2 separate regions of the Arachis hypogaea genome follow, and region 1 is linked to region 2. Evidence: chromatin contacts called from public Hi-C data. All regions are on one chromosome and are shown on one strand. Each heading gives the region's core, a stretch centred on a gene start, on an enhancer-like site or on the middle of the called end of the contact. The rest is flanking DNA. Distances are from core to core; before and after follow the strand shown.

Region 1 (4,946 bases), core at 239-2,738, 200 kb after region 2:
TTTTTTTGAAAATTTGAATTAAATTCTATTTTTAAAATAAATTATATGCCAATTTTTAATTGGTAAATTTATATTACCAATATATGCTAATTATCTTAATTTTTGTATACTTTTTCTTGGTCAAAATTAAAGTCTAGCCATACCACATACAAAAAATGAAGTATCTTTTATGCCTATGTTTATATAATCGAACCATATCATATTATATGTATATTAAAAATTAATCATCAATTAATTATTGCGTACAAATATATAAAGGGTAAGTATGATTTTGGTCCCAAAAGTTTAGCGCCAAAATCGAAATCGTCCATCATCTAATTTTTTATTTAGAATCGTCCTTAACGTTTTTTCCATATTAAAATCGTCCTTTTTATTTAAATTTTTAATTTAATTTCTAAACTACCCCTGCTTTAAAAAAGGGGTAAGTATTGTTTTGGTCCCTAACGTTGAAGCTGAAAATCGAAACCGTCCCTCATCTAATTTTCGATTTAGAATCATCCTTAACGTTTTTTTCGTATTAAAATCGTCATTTTTAATTTTTTTAGACAAAAATACCCTCACCACTACCAACAAAATTATCTTCTCAACGCGTGTAGGAGGGAGGGGAAAGGACGCGGGGTGGAGGTGGGGGTGGGGGAAGGGGAGACGGGGAGGGGGAAGGGGGGCGGCAGCGGCAAATCTTGGAACCGCCGTCGCCGTCGTCGTGGCCGTCGCCGTTGGGGATCGCGAGGGAGAGAGGAGACGCGAGCCACTGCCGCTGCCTCGCCGCATCGCCGCCTCGCAACCTTGGTGTTGGTGGTGGTGGTGGTGGACCGGCCAAACCAAGCCAAAACCTTACGCTATAATCATGAATTAAAAGTAGTGAGATACTAGTACACTTTAGGGCTTGTTTGGTGAGCTTATAAGAAAAGATCTTTTTTTGAGTTATCTTTTTTTAAAAGATCTTATAGAGAAGTAAAAGTAATTTTATGTTTGGATATCTCATGTAAAAAGGTCTTTTTATATATCAATTATGTTTGGGTATAACAATATAAAAGTATTTTTTTGTTTATTTATTACATGAAAAACATCTTTTTTAAGGAAAAAATCTTTTAAAAAAAGATGTAAATTACAGCTTCTCAAAAAAGATCTTTTTTTGATTTTACTGGTACTTTTACTTTTACTACTAGAAATTTGCCAAACATGTTAAAAAATAAAAAAAGATCTTTTTTCATTGAAAAAGATCTTTTTTTAACAAAATAATGGCGCCCAAACATGCACTTAAAGATAGATACATACGTAATCAAAGTTTTAAAAACCAGACCGGACCGGCCGGTTCAACTGTAAACCGATAACAAAAGCAGTCCGATCTACTATCTAAAATCACTGATAGAAAATCTACTCAAAAACTGGCGAACCGGTCAAAAACCGGACGGTTGGATCGGACCGGCAACCGGCCGGTTCGGATAAGACGACGCCGTTTTTTATTTTAAAAAAAAAAAGAAAACAGAAGCAAATGCAATAATGCATTCGAGACCCAACACCCCCTCTTCTTCCCCCAACATTCGTCACACCTGGAGAACTCTGAAGAAAGGAAAAATAAAAAACCCTAGCCCTTCATCGCCGTCGCCATTCCCGGATCCTCAGCGCCGCCGCCGTCCCTAGGTCCTCAGCGCCGCCGATTCTTCCTCTTCCCCGTGTCCGGAACCCAGTAGATCGGCACGTCGTCTTCATCTTCGCCGGCTTCTCGGCACGGAACCCAGGTTAGTGGCTTCTCGTCTTCATCTTCAGTTCTTCACTGAATGTTTAGTCTTGTTCTTGGCTTGAACTTTGAAGCTCTGAAGTTGTTGTTCTTCGATCTTCTTCTTCGGCCTTCTTCAATTTTTGTTCCGTTTTTCTTCAATTCTTCTTCTTGGGTCTTGGTTTGAAGTTTGTTTCTGAATGTATTTGTCGATGGATCTGTAATTAACTAATTACCCAGGTTAGTGTTTTCTCTGTTTTCAAATTTATTGTTACTCTGTTTAGTGTTTTCTAATTGCTCGTTGGCTAGTGTTTTACACTTTTACTGGTTTACTGGTTGCTGATGGCTCCAAATTTTTTTGTTCACATTTGCTAATGGCTTTGATTTGTAGTTGCTGGTTTTGCTTTGATTTGTAGTTGCTGGCTTCTAATTATTGCTGGTTTTGCTGGCTTTGTTTGTTGCTGAATGTTGCTGGTTTTTGCTGGCTTTGTTTGTTGCCGGTTGCCGTTCGGTTAGTGGCCTCCGCTTCTTCTTTTGAAGTTCTGAAATTGTTGTTCAATCATGGTGGTTCCATTTTTCTTGTAATCTTCTGTAATTGGCTGTTGCTGATGGATTTGTCTTGTATTTGTTAGTTGGTGATGGTGATGGCTGTAAATTTTTTTTTTCAAATTTACGGGTGGCTGGCTCTGATAGTCTGATTTAGTGTTTTACTGATTTGAAATTGCTGGATTTAGGCTGAAATTTTTGTCAAAAACTTTAATAAGAGCATTAACTTGTTTTACTGTTATCACATTCAAGAACTTTAATAAGAGCATTAAGTTCATCAGTTTGTGCTTTTCATCTCACTACAAGAGCTAACTGTGAGGAAACAGTGGATTCTAAGCTGACCACTTTGCTGACTTATTTTATCAGCATCTTCTTCCAACTCTTTTGTTTCAAATTTATTGATTTAGTCTGAAATTTTTGTCCAAATTTACTAATGGCTCTGTTTTGCAATTACTAGTTGCTGATGGCTCTTAATTTTTTTGTTCAAATTTACTGATGGCTTTGTTTTGTAATTGCTGGTTTTGCTGGGTGAAGGTTTAGTGTTTTGGAATGTTTTATAATGTGCTAATGTTTGTAATTGCTGGCTTTGTTTGTAACTGTTGGGTGAGGGTTTAGTGTTTTGTGATTATTGGTTAATGTTTTGGTTTGTTTGTTGCGGAATGCTGTAGGCCAAAGCAAATTTGCAACAAGTTCTTGCAGATTTTGATGATTGATAAATCATGATGTTGGGATTTAATATTTAGATATGTTTTTTTACTATTTAACTTTTGAGTTTGTATTTTGATAAGGTCATATGGATTTGGTTGATGATATTTTATGCAGTGTTTTAAATTTTGAAGATATTTTAAAATTTATATTACACTATAATTATATTTTAGGATGTTTATTTATAATTTATTTATTATTCTATTCTAAAATGGTTTATCCGGTTGAACCACCGGTTGGACCAGTGAACCAGTGACTAGAGCGGTTTGATAACCAGTCCGGTTCTCAGAACCTTGTACATAATACTTAAAGAATAATAATATAACAAAAGCCTGTGAAGGAAAAAAAATAAACAAAATCGTTAGCCGTTTTTACGCACGAAACGTTAAAGTGAAAACATCGCATATATATACTGGTCAAAAAATCGGCTGAACCAGCAATTAATCGGTGAACGGTCAGACCGATCGGGTTTTTTAAGACTTTTCCGGTTCAGTGGTTTAGCAAAAAAAAAAAAAAAAGGTCCCCAAGCCATACCCCTATGGCCCATCCCATCCCTCTTTCTCTCTGAAAATCCAATGAAGGACAACCCTCCTTGGAAGTTCGAACGCAGCCGCAGCCACCATCGCTCTTCACTCATTGCGGATCTCTTCTCCTCCGGGGACAGACCGTGGGTGCCGCGTTGCGTGTGGAAGCTCTGTTCGCCAGAAGTTCGAACGCAGCCCACAGCCACCATCCCTCTTCTCCTATCAGAGGAAAGAGGAGCTGCAGCCGCCGCCACCACTAGTGTAGTCTCGTCGTCGGCCCTGAAATCGTCGTCTCTGTCCTCGCGTCAAGCCTCTGTCTTCGAGTCCCTTCCCTCTCTGTCCAAGGTCACATATCTGTTGAAATAATGGTTGATAGTTGATTTGAATGATTCTGTTGAATTTTTTTGTTGAGTTAATTTGTCTGAGTTAATTTTGTATGGAGTTATGAGTTGGGGTTTATGGTGGATTTGAATGTTGTTAATTTTGTATTCTGAGGCAGGAGACAGGGTTTGTTGCTGATATGATTCAGAATTTTGTTTGGATGTTAAGTTTGTATATTTTTTGGTTAATTTTTCTGTTTTTGGTTTCTTTTGGCTTCTGAATTTAGTTTGGAGGTTAAGTTTGTATTCTTTTTTTGTTTAATTTTTCTGTTGTTGGATTTTTTTAGCTTTGGATGCTGAGTTTTCTTTGGATTCTGAGATTTGTTATTGAATACTTGATTAGAAGTTTTTGTTAAAATTTGTTGTGATTCTGAATTCTGTTGCTGATTCTTTGGGTTTCTGTATAAATTTGTGTTTTTCATTGGTACTGATTACTTGATTATTAAAAATTATTGTTGAAATTTTTGTTATTCTAATCTTTTGATCCGCAATTTCCCATTCATCCATGTCGTGAAACGATAAGTCGTGAAACGATGAAGGGAACACTCTGTGCATGTTGGAATGACGTAAAATTATAAAATTTTGAATTTTATTAACTTAGAAGTTATTAAATTTAATTATTTGAAATTTATATATTAAATTTTAATAATTTAATTAAATTGGTTGAATCTTGATTGAATCTGAGAATTATTAAATCGATTATTTTATTGGTTTATTGACCAGTTGGTTCTTGCAACCTTGATTATATGCATCTCCATCCTTTTCACACCGACACTACTCTCCCCACTCTCACTATAGTCAAATACCTTATTCTCTATCTGGGTTTTACCCTCTTCTCTTTTTACCCGCTTTATTATCTCAAAGTCTTGGTTTTGATTGAGACCCTGTCAGGCCATTTCTTCTCGTGTCCAACACTTTCTTGTTTTGTTGGCTTTATCAATTTTTTCTATTAATCTAATGTCTTTACCATAACTCTCTCTGTGTGTATCTTTGTTCATATGCGATTCCAGTAATGACGAGCTGAAGAAAGAATCAAATATGGAAGGCGATCTTCAGAAGTCTTTGTCCTTG
Region 2 (5,447 bases), core at 1,381-3,880:
TCAATGTGTATTTATATTCTAACATGTATTTTATAGTATATTTTTAGTTCCTAAAGCTTGTCAAAAGTTTCAAAAATACTCCTAGATTTTATTTTGTTTCAATTTTATCCCAGTTATCGATTTGTATCAAATAAACCACTCACAACTAAATTTAGAATCAATCCAGCAATAATTCATGACAACTATGTCTGGTTTACTTGTGTTAAAGGTTATTCTTGTAAAACTGTTACTGAATTGGTTCAAGGGTATTTGAAAGATTAGTAACCAGGAGTATATTTGATGCAAATAAAAAACTTCCGAGACAAAATTAAAACAAAATAAAACTTAGGAGTATTTTTAAAATTTTTAATAAACTTTAAGGACTAAAATATACTTTACCTTATACTAGTAGTTGATTTTTGTGGTTGACTTTGATGTTCTAATAGCATTTTTTGTTCCCTTAAAATATCTCTCAAATGAAAGAAAATCAAAGTTTTGTTATAATAATGAAGCAAACCATTCAAACAAAGACTTAGTACTAAGGGAGGATAGTATTGGAAAAGTGCTTACTTGTACATTACATCAAACATCTCGCGGGCGAGACTCTTCAGATTATCATCGAAGCTAACTATGCGTTTATTTTTTGCCCTCAATTTCGGGTCTGGATATTGTACAATTTTCAATGGCGCCTCGAATTCAATATCACCAGCTAAAAAAGAGCGCACAATCACATAAGGAATGGGGTTTGAACTCAATGTGAAAGTATTAGAAAAAGTGGTGGCATGGGGATGGGATTCGGTGGAGCTGAGTAGAGAAACTTACAAGAAGCGGCTTCATCTTTAGTTGCTGAGAAACCAATCTTGGACACCGCACACAGAGGAGGCAAGGACCAGTTCGTAGAGAAGTAAACCTGGTCGAGCGAGGTGAGACGGTTGTGTGAGAAGGGTGGAATGGCGGGAAGCGCAGAGGTAAAACCACCATGAATATGAAGGTGACTTGAGCGGAGAAACTTCGCTGAAGCCATAATCGGACAAGGTTTGGTTGCACGATTGCAAGGTTTCCTTTTAGGCCAATCCTAAGGTGATGAAGCCAAATATTTTCAGCACGTGATATTGACCTGGGGAAGGAGATTGGCGGTGCCTTTGACTTGTTACAACCCGAGGTTCTGAAAATCGAATTAGTCATTGAACCGTTTAGTCATTGATTCTTCAGTTTATTGGGCTAACCAAAAAAACCGTTTTATAATAAAATAATAAATAAATTATAAATAAACACTTTATAATTTAATTATAATCTAATATAAACCTTAAAATATCTTCTAAATTTAAAACACTACATAAAATATCATCAATCAAATTATTATCCACAAATACATTATTATCACCCAATACTTATTGATTGATACTATCATCTATAACTAAAATTATAAATCATAAAATGTATTAATAATCTTTGAGCTCATCAATTTAAATAGAAGAAATTTAATTCAATTCATATATTTTTTCATTGAACTAAATGGCTAATTATGATCAATTTACTTTTTTGTTAACAAAAAGTTGATCATAAATTTAAGAGTGAATACCCCACTCGGTCCTGACAATTATCTCGTTGTCTTTCAAGGTAATTGTCAGGCTATTTTGGATTTTTCTCTAAATTTTTTTAATAAATTTTTGGCATAATTTACTTGTTCCCTGATAAATTTTTAACAAAAATTTCAGTATAATTTTAATATAGATTAACAAAATTTTCAACACAATTTTAACAAATATTAACCAGTGAACTAAAATTAACTAATCTTTCAACTCAATGATTCAATCGACAGCAGAGAACGATATAGCACATGAGCATAGTTAATCATTCCATGAGGCAAATTTCAATCTGAGTAGAAAAACAATGTTCTGAGAAAAAAACTGAACAGATAACGAAATTTTTTTTTAAAAATGAAGCCATTAACAAAATTTTCAGAACAATTTTAACAAACATTAACCAGTGAACTAAAATCAACTAATCATTCAACTCAATGATTCAATCCACAGCATAGAATAATACAGCACGAGCATAGTTAATCATTCCATAAGGCAAATTTCAATCTGAGTAGAAAAACAATGTTCTGAGCAAAAAAAAATGAAGAACGGATAACAAAATTTTTTTAAAAAATGAAGCCATTAACAAAATTTTCAGCACAATTTTAATAAACATCAACCACGACGGAGGGAGGCAGAAGCGCGGCCGAGCAGAAGTGTTGGACTGATGGAGAGCGAGCTCGAGGAAGAAGCTGCGCACCTGGATTGGTGAGAGCGAACAGGGTTTGGAGACTTGGAGAACGCCGACAGATGAAGAGAGGAGCCCCTGAGTGCGACGGACAGCGACAGTGGCTCACTCCTTGCGGCGGTGGTGGAGGCTAGGTTTGAGGACAGTTCTGCTTTCTGAAGGAAGGAGATTGGAGAAGGGGTTGGGGGAAACAAGGCACAACGGAGGAAGACACGGTGGCTCCTTAGCGCAACGGACGGCGGCGCTGAGGCTCTCCTTGCGGCGGTGGGTGAGACTGTGACCTAGGGGAGAAAGTTGAGAGAGGAGAGAGTCTGAGGAATGGGGCTCGAGGGAGTAGGAGACTGAGCAAGGAGGAAGAGTAGGATAGTTGGATCCCCAAGCGTCAAATTTAAAACGACGACGTTTCATCAAAACCGGCCGGATCCCGATTCGATCCGATCGGCCGGGCAGTTTTATGTTGAACGGTCTTCATCATTAAACCGAACTGCATTAACTTCCGGTTCAAAGTTGGACCAATTCAATCGAACGGTCCAGTTTTTAGAATCATGTTAACAAGTACCTTTAATAAAAGGTGAATTCTATGGTGTAGAAAAAGAAAATTTTCTACACCTATATATATTTGTTGTCAATAAAAAAACTACCAGGTGTCTAGAGAAAGAAAATTTAAAAGACAATATCTGCTATTGTTTTGATAAATTGCAGAGTTTATTTTTTGTTTTTTTTGCTACTCCTTGAAACACGTGAAGAAATTTAATAACTAAATATTTATTTAATTAATGATTATAAAAATGATATTAGACTTTTTTTGGGAATTCTATTTATTTTGGATAATGATTAAGGTTTAAAAGATTAAAACATTTTCATAAATAATAATTATAGTAAACAATATAAAATTTGCAATATACGTAAATATAATCAAATTTAATATTTGATATAGTCACCAAAAAAAAATTTAATACTTGATATGTGAAATAATTAAATTTATCTCACAATCAAAAATTAACACATAATAAATTAAAAATAATTAATTATTCATCTATCAACTTAAAAATTAAAATACAATATAAAATACTATTTAATATTTAAAATAGATAAATTTAAATTTAAATTAATATTCAAATCATATATATTAATTAAAAATTATATTTACGTATATCACAAATTTTATATTATTTACTAGAACTATTATTTATGAAAATCTTTTAACCTTTTAACCGTAATCATATTGTTTTTCTAAATATATATTATTTTCTCAAATTTTTTAACCAAATTATTACCCTTTTCATATTTCTAATAAATTTTGATAGTTATTTTAATTAATTATTTAATTTAATTAGTATTTTAAAATAAATTTTGTTCATTATTATTCCAAAAAATGTATCTAATTACTATAGAATTTTTTTTTATGTATTTCTTGTGAACATTTTAGAAGGAGACTTTTTTTTTCTGCTGCACCATACTTAATATATGCTTTAATACATATAAAAAGTTAATGACTTTTTTTTATAAGTCTTGTAATTTATAAAATTTAGGCCTGTATTTTTAATTTTTATTTATAAATATGGTTTGATTCAAAATAAATAAAATTTTACAAAAACAAAAAAATTCAAATAAAGGTCCAATATTAATTTTATAATCACTAATTAAATAAATATTTATTATATTTAACTATTAAATTTCTTCTTGCACGTCAAAAAACAAAAAATTGAAAACATTTTACAACTTAACAAAATAATGGTAGATATTGTTTTTAAATTTTCTCTCTCTAAACACTTGGTACCTTTTTCTATTGACAACAAATATATATAGGTGTAGAAAATTTTCTCCTTCTACACCATAAAATCCACCATCAATTTATTACCATACTTCATCAAAGCTAGCGTGGTTATATTTTCGAAAATTGGTTGACTGACAACAATTTCATTTAATAAATATTATTATTACTATTTTTTATTAGTATTAGTTTTTATTGTATTTTTAAATATAAAATTTAAATTATAAAAGAGATTATTAAGTAATAATTATAAAAATGTCTAATAATTAGAGATATGATATTATAATTAATATCATTAATAAGTGAAACTAATAAAAATATAATAAACAAATTGATAAGAGAGTGAGATAAAAAATAAAAAATATTAATAAATATTATTAAATTATATAAATAAAGTAAAATTTAAAAAATTTTAATTAATTATGGCTAAAAATTTTTAGTTATCAAATTTTTTTTAATTAATTAAGTAATTATAACATTGTGTGAAGGGACAAGGGCGGCCTTATCTATACTTTTTTTTCTTTGCATTGATACAAGAAAGGAAAAGAGAGAGAATGAGAATGAGAGAGGATTTTTTTTTTTTTTTAATTTCTAAGATAGCATCCTCTCGTTTATGAAACGTATGAAAAATACTATGAAGCATGAAGAGTCTTAAGAAGACTGAGGTGGCTCATTCATCTACACATGGACTTTATTGCTGGAGGAGACTAAAACTCGTTTTGTTTATTTATAAAAAATTATATTAACAGTATTTGATACAATTTTTTAAATATATTTTTAATTTTTTAAAAAAAATTTTGAAAAAAGTAAAAAAATTTAATTTTTTTCCTTTTTAAAAATTATTTTATCATTTTTATGTATTATACAATTTTAAAATAAATATTTTTATGATAATTTTTTAGATATAAAATAATTTATTTATAAATTATTTTTAAGATAAGTTTTTATATTTTAATTTAAATAAAAATTAATTAAATTATTTATCCAAACTTATCTAAATTTAGTTGAGCTTAACATTATTAAAATGGATCAATTATTTTTTACACGTGGCATCAACATATTATTTTATCATGTTACGTAATTCTTAACATAGTACATCATTAACTAATTAATAAAAAAATCTATTTGATTTATAATTATACTTTTTAAAGACTAATATGTAAAATAAAATTTTTTAGATATTAATTTAAAAAATAAATTATTTTAAAAAAACAAATTTAAGTAAACTCAAATTTTAAAGTTTAAACGAAAGCAAGAATAGCCTGTTATTACTTACCGAATTTATTTTTTAGAGTTGGAATCATACGACTCAAAATTGAGGGTCAACCTTTGTCACGGCCTAACCCCGAAAAAAAGACGCTTTTTCGAGATCAAACAGAAATTTTACGAAATTTTTAGGAATTTTAGTGCATTTAAGCATCTC

What was found. A called contact is a pair of places that touch in the nucleus more often than the background predicts.
Region 1: a Hi-C map of leaf shows a contact between it and region 2, with 5 times the contacts expected there. The contact joins the promoter of LOC112796391 here to the promoter of LOC112796382 in region 2. A contact is called at or near these places in 2 of 8 Hi-C or Micro-C datasets (both in leaf).

Annotation. Positions count from the first base shown.
Region 1 is chr4:15,813,287-15,818,232 of arahy.Tifrunner.gnm2.J5K5, forward strand. LOC112796391 (probable hexosyltransferase MUCI70) reads left to right here and starts at 1,489. Exons shown (of 8, transcript XM_025838824.3): 1 at 1,489-1,742; 2 at 4,886-4,946. The coding sequence starts at 4,914.
Region 2 is chr4:15,613,621-15,619,067 of arahy.Tifrunner.gnm2.J5K5, forward strand. It overlaps LOC112796382 (peptide deformylase 1B, chloroplastic/mitochondrial), which reads right to left and starts at 2,631. Exons shown (of 8, transcript XM_072233917.1): 1 at 2,263-2,631; 2 at 802-1,144; 3 at 550-688. The coding sequence starts at 1,003.